4 separate regions of the Mus musculus genome follow, and all the other regions are linked to region 1. Evidence: chromatin contacts called from public Hi-C and HiCAR-type data. All regions are on one chromosome and are shown on one strand. The core of a region is the stretch at or near the end of the contact, and the rest is flanking DNA. Distances in the headings are between cores, read along the strand shown. Region 1 has its middle 18 kb from the start of Spata19. Region 2 overlaps Opcml (opioid binding protein/cell adhesion molecule-like). Region 3 has its middle 66 kb from the start of Gm39314. Region 4 has its middle 120 kb from the start of Gm39314.

What was found. Hi-C and Micro-C count contacts between places; a contact is called where the count stands out from the background. HiCAR-type assays count read pairs that join an accessible place to other places.
Region 2: a contact with region 1 is called in a Hi-C map of the N1E-115 cell line, with 8 times the contacts expected there. The contact joins two enhancer-like sites. A contact is called at or near these places in 2 of 15 datasets of contacts at CTCF or cohesin (large pre-B cells and pro-B cells), 4 of 484 Hi-C or Micro-C datasets (the G1E-ER4 cell line, the N1E-115 cell line, cortical neurons and 1 more) and 2 of 115 datasets of contacts at active chromatin or transcription factors (embryonic basal ganglia and oligodendrocyte precursor cells).
Region 3: a Hi-C map of the N1E-115 cell line shows a contact between it and region 1, with 6 times the contacts expected there. The contact joins two enhancer-like sites. A contact is called at or near these places in 6 of 15 datasets of contacts at CTCF or cohesin (the G1E-ER4 cell line, embryonic stem cells, large pre-B cells and 2 more), 69 of 484 Hi-C or Micro-C datasets (the BV-2 cell line, the C10 cell line, the G1E-ER4 cell line and 38 more) and 6 of 115 datasets of contacts at active chromatin or transcription factors (astrocytes, embryonic basal ganglia, embryonic stem cells and 2 more).
Region 4: a HiCAR-type map of embryonic stem cells shows a contact between it and region 1, with 5 times the contacts expected there. The contact joins two enhancer-like sites. A contact is called at or near these places in 2 of 484 Hi-C or Micro-C datasets (the N1E-115 cell line and cerebral cortex) and 2 of 115 datasets of contacts at active chromatin or transcription factors (embryonic midbrain and embryonic stem cells).

What each region holds. Positions count from the first base shown.
Region 1 is chr9:27,412,804-27,415,928 of GRCm38.p6, reverse strand. No RefSeq gene overlaps it. Among named protein-coding and RNA genes, the nearest start is that of Spata19, 18 kb to the right of the region's middle. Within about 2 kb of position 1,703, at least 66 of the 459 cell types and tissues checked have an H3K27ac peak or open chromatin away from gene starts, as enhancers often do. A contact at or near this core is called in the N1E-115 cell line, where this site is marked.
Region 2 is chr9:27,922,821-27,925,945 of GRCm38.p6, reverse strand. The region is part of intron 1 of Opcml (opioid binding protein/cell adhesion molecule-like); the gene reads right to left. Among named protein-coding and RNA genes, the nearest start is that of Opcml, 130 kb to the right of the region's middle. Within about 2 kb of position 1,500, at least 9 of the 459 cell types and tissues checked have an H3K27ac peak or open chromatin away from gene starts, as enhancers often do. A contact at or near this core is called in the N1E-115 cell line, where this site is marked.
Region 3 is chr9:27,723,254-27,726,378 of GRCm38.p6, reverse strand. No RefSeq gene overlaps it. Among named protein-coding and RNA genes, the nearest start is that of Gm39314, 66 kb to the left of the region's middle. Within about 2 kb of position 1,623, at least 12 of the 459 cell types and tissues checked have an H3K27ac peak or open chromatin away from gene starts, as enhancers often do. A contact at or near this core is called in the N1E-115 cell line, where this site is marked.
Region 4 is chr9:27,668,955-27,672,079 of GRCm38.p6, reverse strand. No RefSeq gene overlaps it. Among named protein-coding and RNA genes, the nearest start is that of Gm39314, 120 kb to the left of the region's middle. Within about 2 kb of position 1,414, at least 7 of the 459 cell types and tissues checked have an H3K27ac peak or open chromatin away from gene starts, as enhancers often do.

The DNA.
Region 1 (3,125 bases), core at 454-2,953:
ACTACCATCACAGCAGCATTACCGTCTCCAGGCCCAAAGGAGTCAAGAGCCTAGACCATGTTCAGAGCAAGAGAAAGGTGGAGCAGCCTGGACAGTTCCTGCTGCTTCTGTCTCTTCACCTGTGTCCCCACATGGCTCTCCAGTGTGTAGGACCATGGCCCTAAGGAAGCAGAGTAGTACAAAGTCAGGGGGAAATGTTTTGTGTATCCTTCGCTCCACAAGGTGTTAGTAGATCCCTAGTGTAATGAAATGTGTGCGCACAAATACATGCTATGCATATGTCTACAATGTGAATGGATGTGTGTGTGTGTGTGTGTGTGTGTGGTCTCCATCCTGCAGGAAGCAGAGAGCAGAGTCAACTCCCTTGAGGAAGAACGAAAGAAAAGAAGGTGGAAACCTAAAGGCTTTCAACAATGGAGAATGGGCAAGTGGGTTGGGATGGGAAGGCTGGAATCGGCTCAAGCAGAAAGCTCACAAGGCACCTCTAGACCGAGTTAAATCCACAGTGTTTCTTTGTAGTTCTCTCCCTTTGCTAACTCTCCTGGACCACAATGCAGCAGAATACCCAGGGTCCCTGGCAGAAAGAATGGAGGGATGGGAATCAGAAGCAGTGGACTGTCCTGTGGGCTCAGGGGTTAAAGGTGCCATAGAGCAATACATCCTTCCAAATGCCCTCTGATCCCAACTGTGGCAGCACTCTTGGTTCCTGTACTCCTGAAGGAGAAGAATTTCTACAAGGACACAGACAACACTAGCAGCCAAAATTTACTTACAGCAAGCACAAAAGTGCAATTGAGCTGGTATATGCCAGAGAGAGAACCAGCCTTGCCCAGTATCTTCAGTGCCATCTCCCTTGAGGTTAGGATTGGTCCTTCCCTGCCCTACGGCTGTGGTCCAAGATGCTGCCCCCCCCCTCTCTCTCTCTCTCTATATATATATATATATATATATATATATCTCCAAGGTCTAGAAATTGTGTCAGTCTGTTAACACTGAACTGAATTAAATATTGGAATGTATATTAAAGTGTAGCTATCCATAAAGTCAAGAAGTTTATGGAAGAGAAATAGAGCCAGATACTAGAGGAGGGGCTCTGTGGGAGTAGAAGCCTACTAAAACCAGATTAATCCCCCCACTAGTTCTCTTACAATTATCTTTCCCAGTGCTCCAGACCTTTCTGTTTTAACACTATCATGTGCTTTAACCCTAACAGAGGAGAATGAAGAAAAAAAAAAAAAAATGCCCCTGGCTCCCTCCCAAACCTGACAGCACAATGAATCAAGGTTGTGCCCTGCATTTTCACCAAACCCCCTCCTCACAGGGTTGGAGGCCAAAGTCTCAAAGTACTTCACCCCAGATTCTAATAAGGCCACCTAGACACAGACACAGGTTCCCAAAGTTCCTGAACCCTAGAATATGCCTCCCCACAACCTCCTCTCTGGGAATCCCACCTGGCTGGGTATGCCAATGGCGAGTCCAGAGTAGCGCGCAGCTGTAACCTGAGTCTGCGCACAACAGCCAGTGAATTCATTCCCCCAGGAGTCAGCTCCCCACAGGGCCCAGCTGAGCAGATGCCTGTGCCAGAGCGCCTCTCCGAGCCAGCAAGCAGAAGACTGCTGGTCGCTGCTCCTCCTACACCCTGAGTAAGCACAGGAACTTCCCTCACTGGAAAGGCAGGACAGAGCTGGCTGTGGACACAGATGAGAGCATGCTGGTGGCTTGGGTACCATCTATTTGTTGGGGGAAAATCTGAGCAATTTACACCCTGGGTTGGACGTGTGGCAAAGGCACTCCTGGATCGACACCGCCCTCTGCTGGCCATATGCGGCCATGACAACATCCTTTGGACTGGAACACAAACCCAGGAAGGCCAAGCTTCCCACTATGAAAGGTGGAGAAACAGCAGCCAGTCCCCCCAGCACCTCTTTCAGGAGCATACAAGCTGGACTCAAAGAAGAGGAGACACTTCCTGTACCTTTTCCAGGAAAACCCTCTGTCTTTTCATGGTTTGTATTCCTGCACAAAGCATCAGGACCAAGAAAAAAGTTGGGGTTCCTAGGAAAGAGTTTGTTTGGCTTACACTTCCACATTGCTGTTCATCACCAAAGGAAGTCAGGACAGGAACTCACATAGGGCAGGAACTTGGAGACGGGAGATGATGCAGAGACTATGGAAGGGTGCTGCTTACTGGCTTGCTTCCCCTGGCTTACTCAGCTTGCTTTCTTATAGAATCCAAGACTACCAGCCCAGGGATGGCACCACCCACAGTGGGCTGGGCCTTTCCCCCTTGATCACTAATTGAGAAAATGCCTTACAGCTGGATCTCATGGAGGCATTTCCTCAAGGAGGCTCCTTTCTTTGTGACAACTCCAGCTTGTGTCAAGTGGACACACAAAACCAGCCAGTGCGTCCCGTTCCTGGCCACGCTGGCTTTCAGATGCCAGCCAACACACTAGGCGAGCACTGTACCTCTGAGTCCATCCCTACCCCTAGAGATTATTTCCCCTAGGTATGTGTGGCTCTTTATTACTCTTAAAGACCACCATGATCTTCATTCTGAAATTTTATGGGCCTGGAAAGCAGAAACTATCCCCTTGCAGAAGGGCAAGGTTACTGTCCCACGTTGCCCAAGGCTTATGCGATTGGTTCATGGGCGTGAGGAGCAATGGCCAGCAGCCACTGCAGCTAGAAAGTGCAGTGCAAATCCCTTTCCTAAACATATATGGTTAGGAGTCACTGTGGCTGGCCTGGCCTGAGGTTTGCCAAGTGTCAGACACCTACTGTACCACTGACAGTGGTTCCCGCCCTTGGACTTCAAAAAGACTCTGTGAACCTGGATCACAGTGAGGTTGAACACCTCCTCAAGATCAAGGTACCAAGGGACAGATGAGATTCCAGGGCCAATATGTGTGTGTGTGTGTGTGTGTGTGTGTGTGTGCGCGCGTGCGTGCGTGCGCGAGCTCTCGCTCGCGTACACACACGCTACACAGTCCCCCTCAGGAAAAGGCCTTGCATGTACACCTCTGCTAGAAGGTACACAGCTACTTAAAAGCCTTCCTACAAAATAAAGCCACTGCCCTGCCTTTCTCTGGGCTGTCCCTTCTCTCACGGCAACCTCCTCACAT
Region 2 (3,125 bases), core at 251-2,750, 510 kb before region 1:
GTTCAGGCAATGATAAGAAAAATCATTTACTGGGCACATTAATTTAAGTCGTGGGAGCTGAGCTCTCCCTAGGTTGCCCATTGGATAAATGCTGTCAGGATATGCTGTGAGCTCTTCCAATGAGATGTAATAATTGAATTTGTTTTCATTTAATTTGGAGGGCCTTTAATTAAAAGCCAGGCTTGTGTGTGCAGAGAGATAAAGCCAGGCACACCAAGAATGGGGGTAATTTAGGTGCTGAATGCGGTAATTAATTGTAAATTCAGAGGTCAGGAGACTGGCATTATCTTTGGGAAATCAGCATAGGGAGCTGGCCATCCGGCTGGAATAGGGTCTGAAGTAGCGGAAACATACGCTTAAGTGATTTTTTGAAACCTTAATCGCAATTACAGAGCAGTGCGGAGGTTAATTTGCAAAGTTCATTAATCAGAGGCATAAATACATCAGTGATCACCTGGTGCAAGAGAACCTGGAATGTTGTTTTCCAGCCATGATTTCCAAAAGTCAGCCTGGGGAATGAAGTACACTCTATCCTCCTCTGACTCTTCCTACTTGCCTTCATCTTCAAGCTGCTTAGAAACGTATTTCTCCCCTCTTGGTAGGAGCTGAAGCCTAACAGCAAAGACTGCTTTGGATAATACAAAATACATCTTATAATGATGAGACTTGCACAAAGAATAATCCCAGAATACTTTTTAGGGTATTCTATTAGTAGCCTAGACAGTAACACCTAGAGATAATATCAAAAGACAAAGCTTGAATTAATGTCCAATTTTAATCTCTAGAGTTAGGAGTTGAAGGTTAACTAGAGTGGTCAATCTTCAGATTCTATTGTATTTCACAATATAAAGCAATAAAGGTCAATGCGTGTGCTTACATGTGAGTTTCTCCCTTGAAAAATGACAGTCTATTAGATGCATATTTTGTGCTTCAGAGAGCATCGTGATGGGAGTATGTCCCAGCATGCAATGGTGGAGGTGATAGAAGCCTGCTACCTTCCAGTGCTCCATGCAGGAATAGAGATGCAGGGACTGTGCTAGTGTTCAGAAACTCACATTTGTTTAGTTCGCCACCTCAGAAGACAATAGTTCTCGAACACAAATGGTCACAACTACCTCTGCCCAGGCTTATTTCTGGATGTCTTCCACTTTTCACTCCCTATCTCTCAAGGTTCTAATTGCCTCCCACAGGAGAGGATTTCACAGGTCGGAAAATTACCTCAGAGAAAGGGAGCCAGATCAGAAAATTCCACCAAGATTGCTTGGGGCACTTCTTAAACACATAAAAGTTTTCATCTTTCCCCAGACCTCCTGAACCAGGCCCTCAAGGATCTGAAATCTAGGTAATAATTCTGAAACACCCTGAATCATTGCTTCACCAGCTAAACAAAGCTCTGAACTTCTCCAGCCTCTTCAGCTCCATGAGTGGGTGTATTGCTAGAAGCTGAACACCTGCTGTGTGCCTGGCAGTTTGCAATCCTAGAATGTAATCATGGCCTCTGAGGGCTGCAAACTTGAATGCATTCACCTCTCTGCCATTGAATAACTTCATCTCTATCTCTGCCAACCACTCCCTATCTTCTGTTAAGGTTTGATTTTTTTTTTTTTTCACACCTACTCAGCTACAGGCTCCCTCTATGTCCCTGGTACATACCTTGGACAGAGAAACAAACAGCAGGAAGATCAAACAGAACGAATGTAGATTGCCAACAGAAGGAGGCAATGACCCTCTAGAACAGCAAGCAGCACAAGCTCGGCTTCACAGATGGTGAAACTGGGGTGTAGACACATTTGCAGCAACAGAGAGCTCAGTTCTGGAGCCAGGGCTCTTTGGTCATAAAACAGGGCTCTGCAGGCTCATGCCAGGGATCTTTCAGGCCTAAGTGGTGAGTTCAGAAAACTCAACAGACAAAGCAAGAATGTGATTAGGAGGTGGTGGAGAAAAATCTTTGGAGTGAGGGATAGGAATGCTGATATTACCATCGAGAATATTTGATCCATGATTAGAAACTAAAAACACCTTGTCTCCGGATGGGAGATTCAAGCAACGAAATTTCTCTAATACAAGCACAATTAATCTAATCTAAGCACAATTATGATTCCTGCTGCTGAGATCTGCTTTTAAGCTCCATATTTGAAGTCATTTTCTTACATATATTATCTTTGCCAGTGGCTCTTGACCTTCCAAATATTGCAACCCTTTAATAAAGCTCCTCATGTTGCAATGACCCCCAACCACAAAATTGTTTCATTGCTATTTCATAACTGTAAGTTTACAACTGTTACAAACCTTAATGTAAATATCTGATATGCAAGATATCTGTTATGCAACCCTTAAAGAGGTTGTGACCCACAAGTTGAGATCTGCTAATCTATTGGTTTTCATTTATTTATTTTTAATTTTGTGTGTGAGCATGTGCACATGCGTGTGTGTGTGTGTGTGTGTGTGTGTGTGTGTGTGTGTGTGTGTATACACCATGTTACTAGTATGTAAGGCAAAGGGGATAAATTCCTTTCTTCCACCATGTGGATTCTGTTGATTGAATTCAGGTTATCAGTCTTGGCAACAAATGTTTTAACCACCTGGGTTATCTTGCTGGCCTGAATTTTTCTGCCATCTGAATTACTGGCCACAAATCACAGTTCAGATATCAGATAGTTACTCTGAATCATATCAATAGTAAGAGACTCAATTCCACTCAAAACAAGGATGATAGTTTAAGTTAAAGGCTTAGTCATCAGTTAAGCATCTAGATCAAAGATAAGAGCTGTATGCCCCCATAGGCACTAAATAAAGTCTTGGGGCTGGAGAGATGGCTCAATGGTTAAGAATACTTGTTGCTTTTTCAGAGGACCTGGGTTCAATTCCAACATGATGGTTCAAAACCATTTGTAACTCCATTTCTAAGAGATGCAACTGGGTACCATGCACATATGTACTGAATATACATACATGCAGGCAAAATACTCACATAAAATAGAATGAGTTAATCTTCCAAAAAAATGTTTCTTGCCTACAGGGCTTGACAGTCTAGTCAGAGAGACAGAAAACATCACACTATGTGAGTCCCATAATCATGAGAAATGTCCTGTACTCTGAGAACATGTGGGTAGGCCTTCATCATT
Region 3 (3,125 bases), core at 374-2,873, 310 kb before region 1:
TGTTTTGTAGATTTAGTGTTTTGATTATTATGTGACAGAAAATTTTTCTTTTATTGTCTAATCTCTTTGATATTCTGTAAGCTTCTTCTATGTTTATAGGCATCTCTTTCTTTAGGTTGGGAAAAATTTCTTCTATGATTTTTTTAAAACTATTTTCTGGGCCTTAGAGTGGGATCCTTCTTCTTCTTCTTCTTCTTCTTCTTCTTCTTCTTCTTCTTCTTCTTCTTCTTCTTCTTCTTCTTCTCCTTCTCCTTCTCCTTCTCCTTCTCCTTCTCCTTCTCCTTCTCCTTCTCCTTCTCCTTCTCCTTCTCCTTCTCCTTCTCCTTCTCCTTCTCCTTCTCCTTCTTCTTCTTCCTCTCCTTCTTCCTCTCCTTCTTCCTCTCCTTCTTCCTCCTCCTCCTCCTCTTCCTCCTCCTCTTCATCCTCTTCTTCCTTTTCCTCTTCTTCTTCTTATTCAATTACTATTATTCTTATGTTTGATCTTCTCATAGTAGCCAAGATTTCCTGGATCATTTTTGTCAAAAACTTTTTAGATTTAACATTTTCTTTGACATATGTATCAATTTCTTCTATAGTATTTTCTATGCCCGAGAGTCTTTCTTCCTTTAACTGATGACATCTGGGTCTAGAGTTCCTGCTCTCTTACCTAGGTTTTGCATCTCCAGGATTCCCTTATTTTGTATTTTCTCAAATGCTCTGTTTCTGTTTTCAGGTCTTGAATAGTTTGATTCATTTCCTTTACCAGTTTGGTTGTGTTTTCCTGTATTTCTTTAAGAAATTTATTCATTTCTACCTTAAAGGACTCCATCACCTTTGTAAGATTGAATTTAAAGTCATTTTCTTGTGCATTGACTGTGTTAGAATATCCAGGGCTTGCAGTAGTAAGAGAGTTGGCTCTGGTAGTGCCCTGGATCTTATTGATTGTGTTCTTATTCTGGCCTTTAGCTATCTGGTGTCCTGGTGCTGGCTGGCCACCAAGGATACAGGCATAGATGTGGGCCAGAAAGTGGAGTGCAGGGGAGTGGGTGCAGTCTATGGTTGTTGGGTATGCTTTAGGGTTACTAGGCAAGTAGGGCATTTGGAGGGCAGGTATTTTACCTGGAAGTTCCTGATGCTGGCAGGTCTCCAGGAATGCAGACAGCATTGTGTGTTGCAAATGGAGTTCAGGGGACAGGGCACAGTTTACCTCTGCTGGGTGTGCCTACGGGGATCTGGAGAGTACGGGACCTGGTGTGAAGTCATCCCTGGTCATTCCAGATATTGGCAGGCCTGGTTGTTCCTGGTGCTGGCAGGCCTCCAGGAATACAGACAGAGTTGGGTGTCCCTGGTGCCAGCAGTCCACTAGGAATTGCAAAGGGTTTTTTAAATATATATATAATAAAATTTATAAAGCTTTTTTAAAAGACAGGCTTACAAAATATAAATACAAAAGAAATCATTGAACATATTCAGTGAGATAGCAGAAGTCTGTACAATTTAATCTAAGTCCCCAAAGCAAGGGAAAGATGCCAAGATGGAATTAGATATAAAAGATTATTGGTGGAAACACCCATGAGGTAAACCGAGGAGCTTGTGGAGACCGTCTGGCAGGGAGAGGGATGACACAAGGCTTACATAACAGGGAAGCAGCACAGGCTGTCAGGGAGCCATGGCTCCTCTAGAGAGTCTGCTAATGCAAATACTTTGGTTTGGGCCACCTGCTCAGGACAAGAAGGAAATGAACCATCTATCTGTGAGGTACTGTTTAGAAGCACCTGAAAGAGGGGCTTGCTCTCTCTACACTGGGAGCACATGACTTGGTCCTCAGCACATTGCTCTCTGTGCACTGGAGATATCTGACTTGATTCTAAAAGTTGCTGAATGAAGAAATTAAAAAAAACAAAAAAACAAAAAACAAAAAACAAAAACTTTAGAAAGTAGACCTGCTAATTTACATACATTATCATTAGGGATAGCCAGGAGACTCAGAGGAGGCTCTGGGGACAGGTTAGTAAGGTCAGAGGAAAGCACTGGATTCACATCACCAAGAAGTTCAGAGTGCTTTCCTCTGCAGGTCAAAGCCAAGGGCAGAAGGCTTCATGACAGGCCTGAGCTGGACAGTTTCTGCTGGATGGTGGAAAGCAGACAACAGAGGCCAGGTGGCCCTGCTTAATTGCCACAATTCATTAAGACTTCAGAGGCCAGAGGGCCAGCCAAGGAACCCAGTCTCACAGGAGATCATGAAGATAGTTATGGGATTATATTGGGCCCAGGGATAAAATTGATGAGCCACAACAGGATGCTACTTAATATTCAGGGAAGCAGCAAGAAGGGAGGAGCAGGTGCAGAGTGTGAGCACACTAACACACAAGACCCTGCTCAGCTCTCCATTCTGGGCCAATTTCAGCCCCAACCCCACCGAGTGATAAATTAGCTGCACTATTATGGAGACATAATGATCTCCAAGTTCTTTCCCAAAGGATCTATGCACTCGTAAAACAGAAATGCTCATATAGTTGAGGACTGATGGTCACATGGTCCAAGTTGATTCTGAAATTCAGAGACTCAAAGCATGACCATGCTTGTTGGGTGAAAATGTGCAAAGCCAGATAACATAGATAAAATCTGGCTGGTAGGGGCCACATTGGGTTCACAGAATCAGGCAAAAGCCATTTCCCTGTCTTTAGAAATGCTCAGGATACATAAGCTCGACAGTTGGGTGAAACATATTTGTAATAGCCCTCATAGTAACTTGGGTTCCCCAAGTCAAAGTCATGAAGTTCATATGGAAAGGTTATGAAGGAAGACACAGAGGGAAGGAAAAATGTTGGAGAGGTCTGATACCTTGATGCATATCTGATCCTTGAGAAGAGAGATGATAGGAGAAGGGAAGGGAAAGGCTAGATTATTTTTGTGATCCCAAGAGACTGCAACATGGCAAACAAGATGATCTTGAGGCAAAGTCAGATGACTGAGGAGTAAGGCACCCTCTGGCCATAGCCTTTCCTTGGTTTATAAGCTACTTTCACTCATAGGCTAGAAACAGCCACTCAAAGGATTATCTGGAACAAGAGTAGCCAAGAGCCTCTAAGTCCAGTAGCTGGGACTGTTTGTCCCATCCTTGCCTAGCACTGAAACCTGTGAGG
Region 4 (3,125 bases), core at 165-2,664, 260 kb before region 1:
TCTGATGCACATGATTGCTTACTGAGATCACCCCACCTTGTAGTAAACAGCAAGGTGGGAGCTATGAGACCATGGAGAGGGCACATGGTCCAGGCTGGAAGAGACTGGGGGAAGCTTTCCAGGGGATTTATGGTACGGCATGTAAACTAAACGCAAGTAAGAAGAATTTATGCAAGAAAAAGGAAGGAAGGGAGAAAAGAAGGAAGGAGGGAGGAAGGGAGGGAGAAGGAGGGAAGGGAGGGAGGAAGGGAAGAAGCAGGAAACCAAAGATGTTCTAGAAGTGACTTAAGAAAGAATGCAAATATTTTGGTCTGAACATTCAGATGGACTTTAATCATGGATTCTTGGCAAAAAGGCCAGACTTGAGAATAGTAAGAATCCACAGAAAATTTTCAAACACGCAACAAAATAGTCCAGCTTGCTTGCTTGTTTGCTTGCTTGCTTGCTTCCTTCCTTCCTGCCTTCTTTCCTTCCTTTCTTCCTTCCTTCTTTCTTTCCTTATTTATTTATAGATCTTCTAAATATAGCCAGAAAAGTACAAAATGTGCCAAAGAGGAGGCAGAGCTTCCCGTTAGCATATTGCTAGAATAATTCAGGTGGAAGTTGATAATGCCTAGAACTTCATACCTATCTCTATAAATTTTGACATTTCTAATTCAATTGTTTTTTAAAAACTGCAAAGTGATAGCTGAAACAGGGCACAGAGAGTGTATGTAGGGCTAAAGCAATAAAGGATCTATAGCAGAAACAGTGCCAAACCTGGTCACTGATTAAATATGGAAGTGGACACCCAGGAAGTGACTCAAAGGAAGTGGACACCCAGGAAATTCAGGCTGGAACCAAGAATGATGATAGAACAGGAAAGGGCCAGTGGCGGACTGTGGTGGGAAGATTACACTGGGGTTGAATCTAGTGGTTAAAAAGGAAAGTTCTTTGGCTGCAGGAGAAAGCACAGGAATAGCTATGAGATGGTATTATTTCATCTGTGTCTCACCTGAGACCAGCTAAAATCACTAACACTGGCTTTCATCGAGTACTTGAAAAACACAGACAAAAAGAGCAAGAGAAAGTGAATAACCAATTAAGCTCATTACTGAAAATAAAATCAGCCTGGGAAACATCTAAAAGCCAATTCTCCACAGCTGGATAGAGATATAATAGAGGAAGGTACAGACAGGGTTAGAAGCATAGGCGAAAGTCACTAGAAAAGACACAGACACACACCCAGAGGACATCCCACTATCCTCGCTGTCCTGGGTACGCCTGCAGTTCCAGACCCAGCCACCCTCAATAAGAAATAAAGGAAAGGGTGAAGGAGAGAAGCTGGCAAATCCGATAAAGATGGATGGAGGGGATTGAGACAAAGACACCTTCAGGCACCGCGTCAGCTCCAACTCACCAACTCAAAAACAAACTCATTAATTATCCACCAGCCAGGGCTGAAGTAGGGCCGGTATAAACACTCCACACACCAGCTCTTTGTGAGACAAACAGCCCTGAAGCACACACACCAGGGGCTCTTACTACTGAGTGCACAGCCAGCTTTGCTATGGCTAAGAACATTTTTTTCCCTGAAGGATATAAACTCCAGTTAGCAAAACTCCACCCAGGACTCATTATGTCTCCTTTTGTTGTAAGAAGGCCAGAGTAAGCGGACTGTAAGCTTTCTTCTCAAGCATGGCATTCACTCTCTGTGTCCTTTCCAGCTTAGTTCTCAGCAGCGTGAAGACATTCATTTTCATCATCTCTAACCTCACACATTATCCCATTCATAAGTCCCAGTATGTTTAGACTATGGGGTCATAAAGGCCACTCTGAGGGAGTACACTCACTACTTCACCCCAGATCTATCAACCTTCCTCTGTTGCTCAGAGTGCATGGCCTTTCTTCGTCCTCTGCCCTCTGCTCTCTGTGACCCAACTCCTGAGAGAGAGAGGGGGGGGGGTGTTCTCTGAGAGCCAAGGCCCCTTCCAGCTTCTCTCCATCCTTATTGATTCAATTTTGGGCTTCAGCCATTGCCATCTCCAGCCTCAGTTTCCATACCAGGATTCCCCAAAGCCAACCTGTACTTTTCCAAGACATTCTTTACACCACAGTCAGACATGTCGCAAAGCTAAATTGGCACTTTGGTTTGCAAACCTCCTTAATGAGTTACAGCTCTGATGAAATTTAAAAATAATAATAATAAAAACAAATCTTTAACAGGCCCTACAAAGTCTTAATCTCCCCGACTTGCAACAATATTCCACCCCGTTCTACCCCACCATCGTTGAGTTCTGCATACTATGAAAGTCTAGCTTTATTTGCTTTCCGGACAGCATATTCTCGCTCTTCCCTTCAGGACTCTGAGATCCCCTCCTCCTTACCTAAGAATACCCTTTTGTCCACTTCACCAGAAAAAAATTCTGTTATCTGCTCACCCCGAGTACACATTTCACTTCTTCCAAACTGCTTTTTTTCTGAGTGGCCTTTCTAAATGTCTTCACTGGGTGCATCTTCCATTAAGTATAACAGGATCTTCGTCATAACAAATTATAATGGTATATTCCTCTCATCCATCCTACATTGGATAATTTTTTTTTTAGAATGGAGACACTGTGTAGCTTGACCACGGCTGTATTTCCAGTTTCTATCAAGCACACGGGACATACTCAGTCTTGAATCAGTACCTCCCTAGTAAATGATCAGAAGCAGGCAAACAAGAAAATGGATAGGTAAGATTATTTGGTTACAAATTAGAAAATCCACTAGATTATTTAAGCAAAAGTGAATCCTGCGTCAGAATACTGACTATTTGTTCAGACAAGAAGTGTATAAAACCAAAGACAGCTCATACAACCAGAAATAAAGATTAGGTGTGGTTCTGTGACAGAAACAATAGTCAGATGAATAAACACAGCCATTTGACCTACTTGATTCTCTTCAATTGCCCTGACTTTACTCATGTATCTCAACTAAGAGCATGGCAGAGCTCCAGTGCATCACGTGATATGAAGCAGGCAATGTGTAATCTATAAGGAAAAGAGGCAAATGTTAGAGGCCACATCCAACAGTGCCCACAGGCTTATAATTCCAAGTTCTTATTTTAAAATACTATAAAAATATTAAATTTATTGATTCCTGAA